2 separate regions of the Ovis aries genome follow, and region 2 is linked to region 1. A link is a contact called in public Hi-C data. All regions are on one chromosome and are shown on one strand. The core of a region is the stretch at or near the end of the contact, and the rest is flanking DNA. Distances in the headings are between cores, read along the strand shown. Region 1 overlaps NTNG2 (netrin G2). Region 2 has its middle 22 kb from the start of RAPGEF1.

Region 1 (4,804 bases), core at 692-3,191:
CTTTCACAATTCCCAGGCTGTCCCTGGTCCCCTTGGCCGTCCCCTTACTGATGCTCGGGAGGGAAAGAGGAAGATGAAAGCGGGGAGAATGGTGGGTTGTGGGTCTTTGCCACCAGGGGGCGCCGGAAGGCCGCGGCCCCAGCTTGAGACACGGCCTGAGGCTGAGGGTCCAGGGGGCCTGATAGAAATCCCCCTCCGATACCGGTTTATAAACAGAATTATCGGAGTCCAGCCCTGTTCCGTGCTCTGCCAGTCCCTTCCCTGGGACTTCTCAACAAATCCTTGTCTACCATGTGCTTTTAAATTTGAGGACAGCTAAGGAAAAGTGCCAATACACTTTGGATTTTTTTTTTTTTTTTTTTTAGGGAAAGGAGGGAGACAACCTCCCAAGTTTGGGGAACATCAGAGGTCACTGCAGGGCCAGGCCTGGCCACGTAGTGAGACAGCTCTGCTGGCCACACCTGCCCGTTATTCACAGAGGGGCCTGGGGAAGAGATGGGCCTTAAGAGTGAAAGAGTGAAATCGTTTCTTTAAGGCTTTTCTGTGAATTCCCATTTCACCTCCACAGTTGCTGGGTAAAAAAAGAGCAGAAAGAACACAGGCCCCGGAGGCAGCAGTGAGCAGACTCTTTACTGTCAGATTACACACCATCAACCACCCCCCCCAACGGCGACCAGCATCCCTGCCCGGGGCCCCCTTCACAGGGGCAGCTGATACAAACAAGAATAGTTCTCTGCAAAAGGAAGCGTCCGGCCCTCCCAACCCTCCGTCCTACCTCCCTGTCCCCAGACACTGAGCTCCTTGGTCACCAGACCTCTGGAAAGGCCTGGGGTCTGGTGGGTTGCAAAGGAAAACCAAGAATAGAAAAGAGAATTGTCAGCGACTAGAGTTGTAGGCAACTGGACTTTGGGTCCGCTGGCTGGTGGTGAGCCAGGGACAGGCGTTGGGGGTGTCTGCAACAGTCGTGTGTGTGGCAGGAGGCAGAATCTGAGGGTGTGGGGTGAGCAGCGTTTCTCCCCACCCTCGGTCTCACTGCCGGCAAAAAAAAAAAAAAAAAGGAAAGGGGCGGTGGGTAATATAAAAGAAAAACTAAGACCAAAATCGCAGGCCGCTGGGGCCAGGACCCCACAGCATCCCCCGCTGCCGTGCAGGGGCGGGGGCAGGTGCCACTGGGGTAGGGGGGACGGGGCGGGAGGACTCTGCTGAGTAGCACCTGGGAGCAGCTCAGGCCGCACCCTTCTCACCGCCAGGCCTCGGACGCCGGCCCCCGGGGCCCCCCGGCTCTCCGGGCGAGGGGCGCAGGGCGCGACAGGGCGCGCGGACTGGCCCTCACCCTGCCCGGGGTGCCCTCCGTGGGGCTCAGCAGTCCAGGCGGACAGCCAGCCCCAGCAGCAGCAGGCAGCCGAGCAGGGTGGCGGGGCGCGGGGCAGCCCCCGGTGCGCGGTCGCAGTCCAGGCCGCCCTCGTCGTCGGCGGGGTCGCAGCGGGGCAGCTCGCAGCGCGCGCCGGTGTAGCCACGTGGGCAGGCGCAGCGCTGGTTCTGCACGCAGGTGCCCCCGTTCTGGCACAGCAGCTGGTCGTCGTCGCACACGTTGGCTGCGGGGCGGAGGGGCGGTTAAGGCGGGCGGCGGTCTGGTCCACCCCGAACCCACCACCACCACCACCCGCGCTGGAGCTTCTGCGACTGGGATGCGCCGGTCCAAGTACCTGGGGCGCCCTTCCACCCTCTTCCGTTGGCTAACATCGGGTCTCCGCCAGCCCATCACTTCCTCGGACAGCCTCCCTTCCTCCCCGAAAGCCCTCTCGCCTCCTGCCAACTCCAACCAACTCCCAGCTCCCCTTGCTTCCAGCTCCCTTCCTGCTACCTACACCACAGTCGCATCAGGCCCCGCCCACCACCCAGACCCCGCCTTTGACGTCAGGCTCCGCCCACCTACTGACCCCGCTCTGCAGCATCAGCCCCACCCACCTACAGGCCCCGGCAGCCTCAGGCCCCGCCCACCCACTGGCCCCGCCCGGCAGCATCAGGCCCCACCGCCCCGGGCCCCGGGCCCCGCGCCCCGGGCGCGCACTCACGGTAGCAGCCCTGGCGCCAGTAGTGCGTGGGGAGGCAGTCGTCGCACTTGGGCCCCGCCGCGCCCTCGCGGCACTCGCAGAAGCCGGTCTCGTTGCACCGGTCGTGCACGGAGCCGATCTGGTTGCAGTTACACTCTGGACCGACAGTCGCACGGCGAGTGATCAGGGTGACTTGTGGGCGCTGTCCGCACGGACCCACCCCGCCAGACCCCGCCACCCTCCCGGCCGGATCTCCGCATCCGCGGCTGGACGGTGGGGTGAGGGCTGCGTGGGGTGTCCAGATCGCGAGGGAAGACGGCATTTCCTCCCATCCAGGCAGCCCCTTCGCCTCCTTCTGGCCCTGGCGCTATGTGGCCTGGGCCAGCCCTTTCCGCTCTCTGGGCCCATCTCCCTGCTTCTCTAACTGGGGCGGGCGCTGATCCACCCCAGCTTCAAAGAGCGGTGACTGACAGGTGGGCGGGGCCTCATCGAGGCCACCTGACATCTGACCTGCGGGCTGTGCTGTGTGTGGGGACGGGAAGGTGTAGCGGGCATCCACAGCTCTCCTCCAGGGCCTCCAGCCTCACCCTGCCCCTTCCCAGTCGGTTTCCTGGGGCCTCTGCCCGCTGGGGGAGGCAAATGCCTCCACTCTGGGTGTCCTTGTCGCCTAGTGCTGGGCCGGGGGTGGAGGCAGCAGGCAAAGAAAAAGGAGGTGCTGGGGTGGGGGTGGAGGACGGCCTCTAATCGGATCCAGAGGCCCCTCCCTCTCCCCCGCGGCTGGCCAGTGTGACATGGGCTGCACGCTTCCCTTGGGATCACTTGAGAATTGATGAAATTATCTGAAGGCCGCTGCCATAATTCAGACTGACAACTGCAGCTTTGCACAGCCAGGGCCAGCCTGCTGGGCGGGGCATGGGCAGAGAGGTTCCCAAGGGCGCTCGCCATCCCAGGGCTGAGAACTGGCCTCTGCGGGGGACAGCATTGCAGTCTAGCGGGTGCTGGTTGCAGGCCATGGGGCCCACCTTTGGGGTTGGCTTGCCCCTGGCTGGGTCCAGGGCCCCTTGTAGATTTATTTCCTTCTTTACCACAAAAGCCAGGCCTGGCGCAGAGGGTAAAGAAAGCAGACCATTTGCTCACTGGAGGCGGGGGTGTGTGGAGGGCTTATAAAGCACAAGAGAAGATGCATTTGAAGAAAAGCATCAGTCCCCCCAGAAGGGTTGGGCAACCCTTTACCTGATCCCACTTTACAAACAGGGGAACAGGCTCAGAGAGGGGAAGAGAGTTGATGAAAGGCACACAGCTTGGCTTGGGAAGATCTCCCTGGAGGAGGAAATGGCACCCCACTCCAATATCCTTGCCTGGGAAATCCCATAGGCAGAGGAGCCTGGTGGGCTACAGTCCATGGGGTCGCACGAGGCGAGCACGACTTAGCGACTAAACCACCACGACCACCACACAGCCAGGCAAGCCCTAGACCCTGTCTTTGGCTCGAACACGTGGTTCTGAAACTCCAGTGCCTGCGGGGAGAACCACATGGGGAGCTTATCAATAGAGCAGATTTTGGAGGCTTCTGTCCTTAGAAACACCCAGCCGGAGTGGGCCCTGGAGTTGGAATTTTTCCGGATCAACCCTGAATATTTATTGGAAGAACTGATGCTGAAGCTGAAGCTCCAATACTTTGGCCACCTGATGTGAAGAACTGATTTACTGGAAAAGGCCCTGAAGCTGGGAAAGACTGAGGACAGGAGGAGAAGCGGGTGACAGAGGATGAGATGGTTGGATGGCATCGCCAACTCAATGGACATGAGTTTGAGCAAAGCCCAGGGGTTAGTGAAGGACAGAGAAGCCTGGTGAGCTGCAGTCCATGGGGTTGCAAAGCGTCGGACACGACTGAGCGACCGAACGACAATGACCCCCACCAGCCTCCCCCGGGGGTTCCAGTGCAGGGGTCTCCAGACTCCACCTAACGCCTCTCCGGCGCCCTGCGCCCCGCGCCCCCCGCGCCGGCGAGGGCTCACCGATGCACACGTTCTCGTCGTCCAGCTCCGCGGAGCCGTTTCGGTAGTAGCCCAGGCGGCAGTGCTGGCAGTGCTGGCCCCGCGTGTTGTGCTTGCAGCTCACGCAGGTCACCACGTTCAGGAAGTCGATGTAGCTGCAGCGGTTGGAGTGGCCGTAGCACTCGCAGTCTGGGCCGGCCGAGCATGAGAAACACCAAGGGTCAGAGAGCAAACGGAGACGGGGCCTTCCTGCGACCCTGCCCCCGTGCAGGCAGGGAAACTGAGGCAGGGGCGGGGGGGCACCTGGCACAGGAAGGTGCCCCGGGCCTCCAACACTCCTGTGCCGTTTGGGGAGGGATGGGCCCACTAGCTTTGAACCAGAATGAGAACCAGCATGGGCCCGGCCCACAAATTTCCACCTGGCCCCAAGGGCAGGGCACCAGGGAGAGCACCCGCTGAAGCCCTGGCTGGGTACCGGGGTGAAGCGCTCCCTTGAGGGATGCTGGGGTGATTAGAAATGATCCATGCAGGGAGGATGGGTCATGCTATCGGGTGGTGAGCTCAGGGAGGGCGGTGCCTGGGTACATGGCGCTCACCACGGTATCCCAGTGATTCAGTGAGGGGCAGACGCATGCATGTACGCCAGAGGTGGGAAGGACCAGGAACTTCCTCCCCGTGCTGCTTTGGAAGACGCTTCAAGGAAACCCCCACCTGCAGGACCCTTTCTTATTAGCCTGGGCTGTTCTGCAGATG
Region 2 (4,685 bases), core at 626-3,125, 450 kb after region 1:
TAACACTGCGAGGTCCTCACAAGGCACATGATGGGCACTTCTGGACTGATCACTGGCTGATGCAGTTGATCATCTCATTCTTATGCTGGCTGAGTGGAGGGGGGGCCTCTGTGGTGAAGGACACTGTGTCCTTCAGAGGACAGCGACATCTGAAGGAGTCCCCGCTGAAAGAGTGAGGTGCTCGTTCAGAGCTGGGCTGCGGATGAGGCTGGAATAGAGTTTATTTACAGGGCAAGTGGGCGTTCTTGCCACATGACTTGATTCCCTGGTGGGATATGAAATCTACTCAATTGTGGAATTTATTCAAGTAGAATGGATTCACCTCTGCATTCAAAAGCGAAGGTAGGAAGCATCGATCAGAAAGTGTTGATGAAACAAATGCGCACGTATCTGTGAGCCTCTTTTTCCTCTTTCCGGCCTCATTCTCTTCCACTGGACCTTGGTGCCCCATGCCTGGAACGCTGTGTGGGCTTCTGGTTGCTGTTCTGTGAGAAATGCTGCAAGTTCGGGCTAGGAAAGGGCCAGATCGATAATGTTAAATGGTGGTCTTGTGACGAACCCTAGAGAGTAAGGTTAGGCTGCCAACTCAGAATGAGAAAACAGGAGGCATAGGGCTGGGGCCGCCAGGACTAGATATGGGGGTAGGGAATGCCTGCAACGCAAGACGGCAAATTTTAAGATTAAAAAAAATAATAAAAAGACAAAGAAGTCTGCACTCAGTAGGGCAAAGGTAAATTGAACTTTCAGCTAAAAATAGAAATGGGTTCAAGAAAGGTTTTCATAAAATATTTAGAACTCTGAGGGACCTCCAGAATAACCTGGTCTAGTGGTTTTGAACATTTGGGGGGGGGCGGTTAATTTTAGCATCAGAACTCTTTTTCCAGAATAAAATATACAAAGATTGTAAGAGTGGCTGTGGCAGGAAGTAGGGAGGCGGGTTTGACACCACAGGACTCCCCACCCCACTGTCCCTCGAGCCTCAGGACTTTTGGGGCGCCTACCAGGGGCACAGATTTCCCTCTGCCTCCTCACACTATGGGGAGAGAAGCAAGGTTTGGGGGGTACAGCGAGCCCCGGGGAGCCACCTGTGGGCTTGTATCCTCAGATAACAGCAGCACAGATGTCACCGGGGGAGCTGACAGCCACATGCGCACACGATGCCCCAGGGCTGGCAGACACCGCCCAGTGTCGACCTGCGACTCTCACTGCGTCGTGGAGTCCTGCAACCTGGCTCCTGCGACTCGGCCGGGTCAGCTGGCCCCTTAGTCTTGCACTCAGCAGGAATAATTGCAGCACCGACCGGGGTGGGCTGTGGCAGAAAGGAAGGAGCTAAGTGTGCAGGCCAGCCGGGAGCAGGGCACCTGCCAGGGTGAGGGTGGGGAGGGCACAGACGCGGCTCCTCCTCCCTCCCCTCCCTCCCCTCCCCGGTCCTCAGAGGGCAGAGGTGAGGATTCCAGGAGAGGATGCTTTAAAGCACCAGCCCCGAGAGCCACACAGACTCCAGCAGAGAGTGCGCCCGCGACAACTGTTATTACGATTGTCACTAACACTTATTACCTGCACGAAGCCTCACAACACACCCGTGGTACTATTGTTGCCATTTTACAGGTGTGGAAACTAAGGCACAGAAGGATTCAGTGATTCTCCCAAAAACCAAAACTGGGGAGGAACAAGAGGCAAGTGGGCCCTGGATCCCCGCCCACCCGCCACCGCCCATCCGAGGGCCCCAGCTCTCCACCTCACGGTGTGAAGGAGGGAGACAGATGGGTCCCCGAGGAGTACGAGAAGGCAGGTCAGTCCCTGCCCGTCCAGCCCCTCTCCCTGTTCAGTGTGGAGCCGGGCAGGTGGTGCTTCTGCGGGGCTGTGTCGCCCTCTAGTGGCTCCATGCGGGATTCCGACCAAAGCCCTGCTTGTCCAGAGGGACGCTCGCCCTTGCCCTTCACATCCTAGAGCTGCAGAGACGTTCCGTTGCCCGGTGCTATGGGGTCGGGACCACACAGTGACCACCATCCCCCCATCCAGGACATGAGTGGGAGAAGCCTACAAGACCTCGCAGGCGCTGGAGAGAGGGCGTGGCTAGAAATCAGGCTGGATCACGGGCACCGGGGAATCCCTGTTCAGGTGCCTGGCTCAGGGTGGGTGTGTGCGTGCGCGTGTATGTATGGACCCTGTGGAGGTGGCATAAATAGGGAAGAAGGAAAATAGAATTGCAAGGCATACGGTGTCTCTGTCCCTTAAATGGAGTTTAGAGTGGCAGTGGAACTCTACAGTGTAAGCTTCATGATTAGCTGCGTCACCACGGCACATTCTGAAAGCGGACAGACAGGCAGGAGTGTTAACTGAGGCACCGCCTGGCGGCAGTGTTTGACAGTGCCTGCCGAAGCTCGGAATACATGCATACACCCAGCATGTCCATTCCTGTATCAGCACCTGGACTCAGGAAACACACACCCTCTGTCCACAGACAGACAAGCACCATGTCCACAGCTGCTTTAGCTGTAATAGCTCAACCCTGGAAACAACTCAGATGTCCATCAGCAGTAAAATGGATGAGTTACGTTGTGGCAGTCTTATAAGGTTCCTGTGATGGAATATTTGGCAGCAATGAAAAGGGGCTACATGTATAGCATAAGTGAATCTCATAGGCATAATGTTGAGCAATGGAAAGACCCAGACTTCCCATTTACATGAAATTCAAAACCAGGCTAAGTGAATCTGTGATGGTGGGGGTCAGAATAGGAGTTGTCTCCAAGAAGTTGGGGGAGCCTGTGCAAGGGGGGGGGCTGTGTGTACTCTAGATTTTGTTCTGGATGATGGCTATACTGGTGCACACACTTGTGAAAAGTCATCAAGGTGTACACTTAAGATTATCCTGCTTCATTAATGAAAGCCAACAGACACAGAGGGAGGGGAGGAGTGGTGGGCAGTGCAGGGCAGTGGTGGGTGGGACTCTGAGGCCAGAGGGGCCTGGGGATGGCTGTAGGGCCCCGCAGAGACCACTCGTGTGAAGCACAGACAGGATCCTGGGGAGGCTGGCCGTTATTCACTGTTTTGAAAACCCCAAAGGATCCTGCTAGATGGCTTCCTTTCCTGAAATATATTTAATTGATTTCCTAGTTCAAAGCTGCAGAATAGGATGGTGGCTTTTTGCCCCTTTCTTTTTGCTTCTCTGTAATTTTCATCATTTTCCCCCTATAATGAAAGTGTTATAGTTTTTTCAATATGGAAAAAAAGGCAATAAAAGCTATTTTAATTAAAGAAAAAAAGCTGTGAGTGCAGATTCTGGTTTGCAGATTTTGCACGAAGGCACATTTGGTAGCGGGGTCGGACACTGACAGCACCAAAGTCCCATGGGTTGGGAAAAGGATGCGGGGGTTTGAGCCTTCTGTCTACAACACAGCAGGCTGCTTATGGATACAACGGTGAAAGCATGGCACGCCTGTGGATCACCATGCTGTGTCATTTCTTGAGCGCTTACTCAGCAACTTACTTTCCCTCCCTTAACTTTACAAGTGGGAAGGCTCAGCGTTACTTTAGGGACAGCTGGCTTTTTCTTTTTTCCCGTGTCGGGTCTTGATTGCGTCGTGCGGGATCGCTCGTTGCGGCACACGGGTTCTAGTTGCGGCTCACGGGCTTGGGGGTGCATGCACTTCAGTGGTCACAGTGCTCAGGCTTAGTTGCTCTCGGCACGTGGAACCTTAGCTCCCCCACCAGGGATTGAACCCACATCCCTTGCGTCGCAAGGCGGATTCTTTAACCACTACACCAGCAGGGAAGTCCCGACAGCTGGGTGGGATTCAGGAGCACTGTCTTCCAGCCCTGCCCTCTCCCTTGATCAGCTGATGTTCTATGAATCATCTCTCTTACTTGGAACTTCCTTTCTCCATCCTTCCTGTGAAGGCATCACTCCCTGCCTTACAAGCCTGGTCACTATTATTGCACCCATTTCACTCTCAAGGACACATTTATTGATAAGTAGCTTGACCAAGCCCTCCCAATCGATAAGGAACAGTACAGGGAGCCGCCGGTGAACTCTCTCTGGCCCAGGACCGACTTTGTCAAGCCTAAAGGATGTTCCTTTTAGCACTGACCTTCGGGTTGTCTTAGTCACACTTTCTGGGCCTGGACAACTGTGACAATTAATTTTTCCCCCTCTAGCAAACGAGAGGCTTCATGGTTTGCTTTTCAGAGCAGCGAAAGTGAGGGTAGACAGGATTTCAAGACTTGTCAGGTGAAGACCAAAGGAAATGTCATATCAAAGCTAGGAATGGTTGATCTTTCTAAAATCTAGAGCATTGTCTTTTCATAAAAAAAAAAAAAAAAAGAACAGCCCAAGTGATGAGTTGATGCATTTGCCGCGTAGGAATTTGTAAATAAGGAAGATGTGCCTTTGTTTTCATTCTGACATCCTGGATTGTATGTAATGTAGAAATAAAGTTTATCTGGAATTTTTATTGGCTATGCCCTTTCTTAAAGTGTGGCTTAATGAGGAGACAGAGGGATTGTGCAGTCAGAGGACAAACCCATCAAGGGAAAGCATAAATTGATACAATCTTTCTAGGGGACAATATGGCAACATGTATCAACATTCCACATACGGGTATTTCCTGACCCAGAAATGTCACTTCTAGCAAAGACATATACACAAGGATGCTCATAATAACATGGCTTGTAATGGTAAATTT

The links. A called contact is a pair of places that touch in the nucleus more often than the background predicts.
Region 2: a contact with region 1 is called in a Hi-C map of hypothalamus, with 8 times the contacts expected there. The contact joins two enhancer-like sites. A contact is called at or near these places in 13 of 16 Hi-C or Micro-C datasets (blood, hypothalamus, liver and 7 more).

What each region holds. Positions count from the first base shown.
Region 1 is chr3:4,608,025-4,612,828 of ARS-UI_Ramb_v3.0, forward strand. It overlaps NTNG2 (netrin G2), which reads right to left. Exons shown (of 11, transcript XM_042248034.2): 9 at 4,073-4,240; 10 at 2,076-2,210; 11 at 604-1,595. The coding sequence ends at 1,360. Among named protein-coding and RNA genes, the nearest start is that of TRNAE-UUC, 31 kb to the right of the region's middle. Within about 2 kb of position 1,942, at least 28 of the 54 cell types and tissues checked have an H3K27ac peak or open chromatin away from gene starts, as enhancers often do.
Region 2 is chr3:5,062,351-5,067,035 of ARS-UI_Ramb_v3.0, forward strand. No RefSeq gene overlaps it. Among named protein-coding and RNA genes, the nearest start is that of RAPGEF1, 22 kb to the right of the region's middle. Within about 2 kb of position 1,876, at least 5 of the 54 cell types and tissues checked have an H3K27ac peak or open chromatin away from gene starts, as enhancers often do.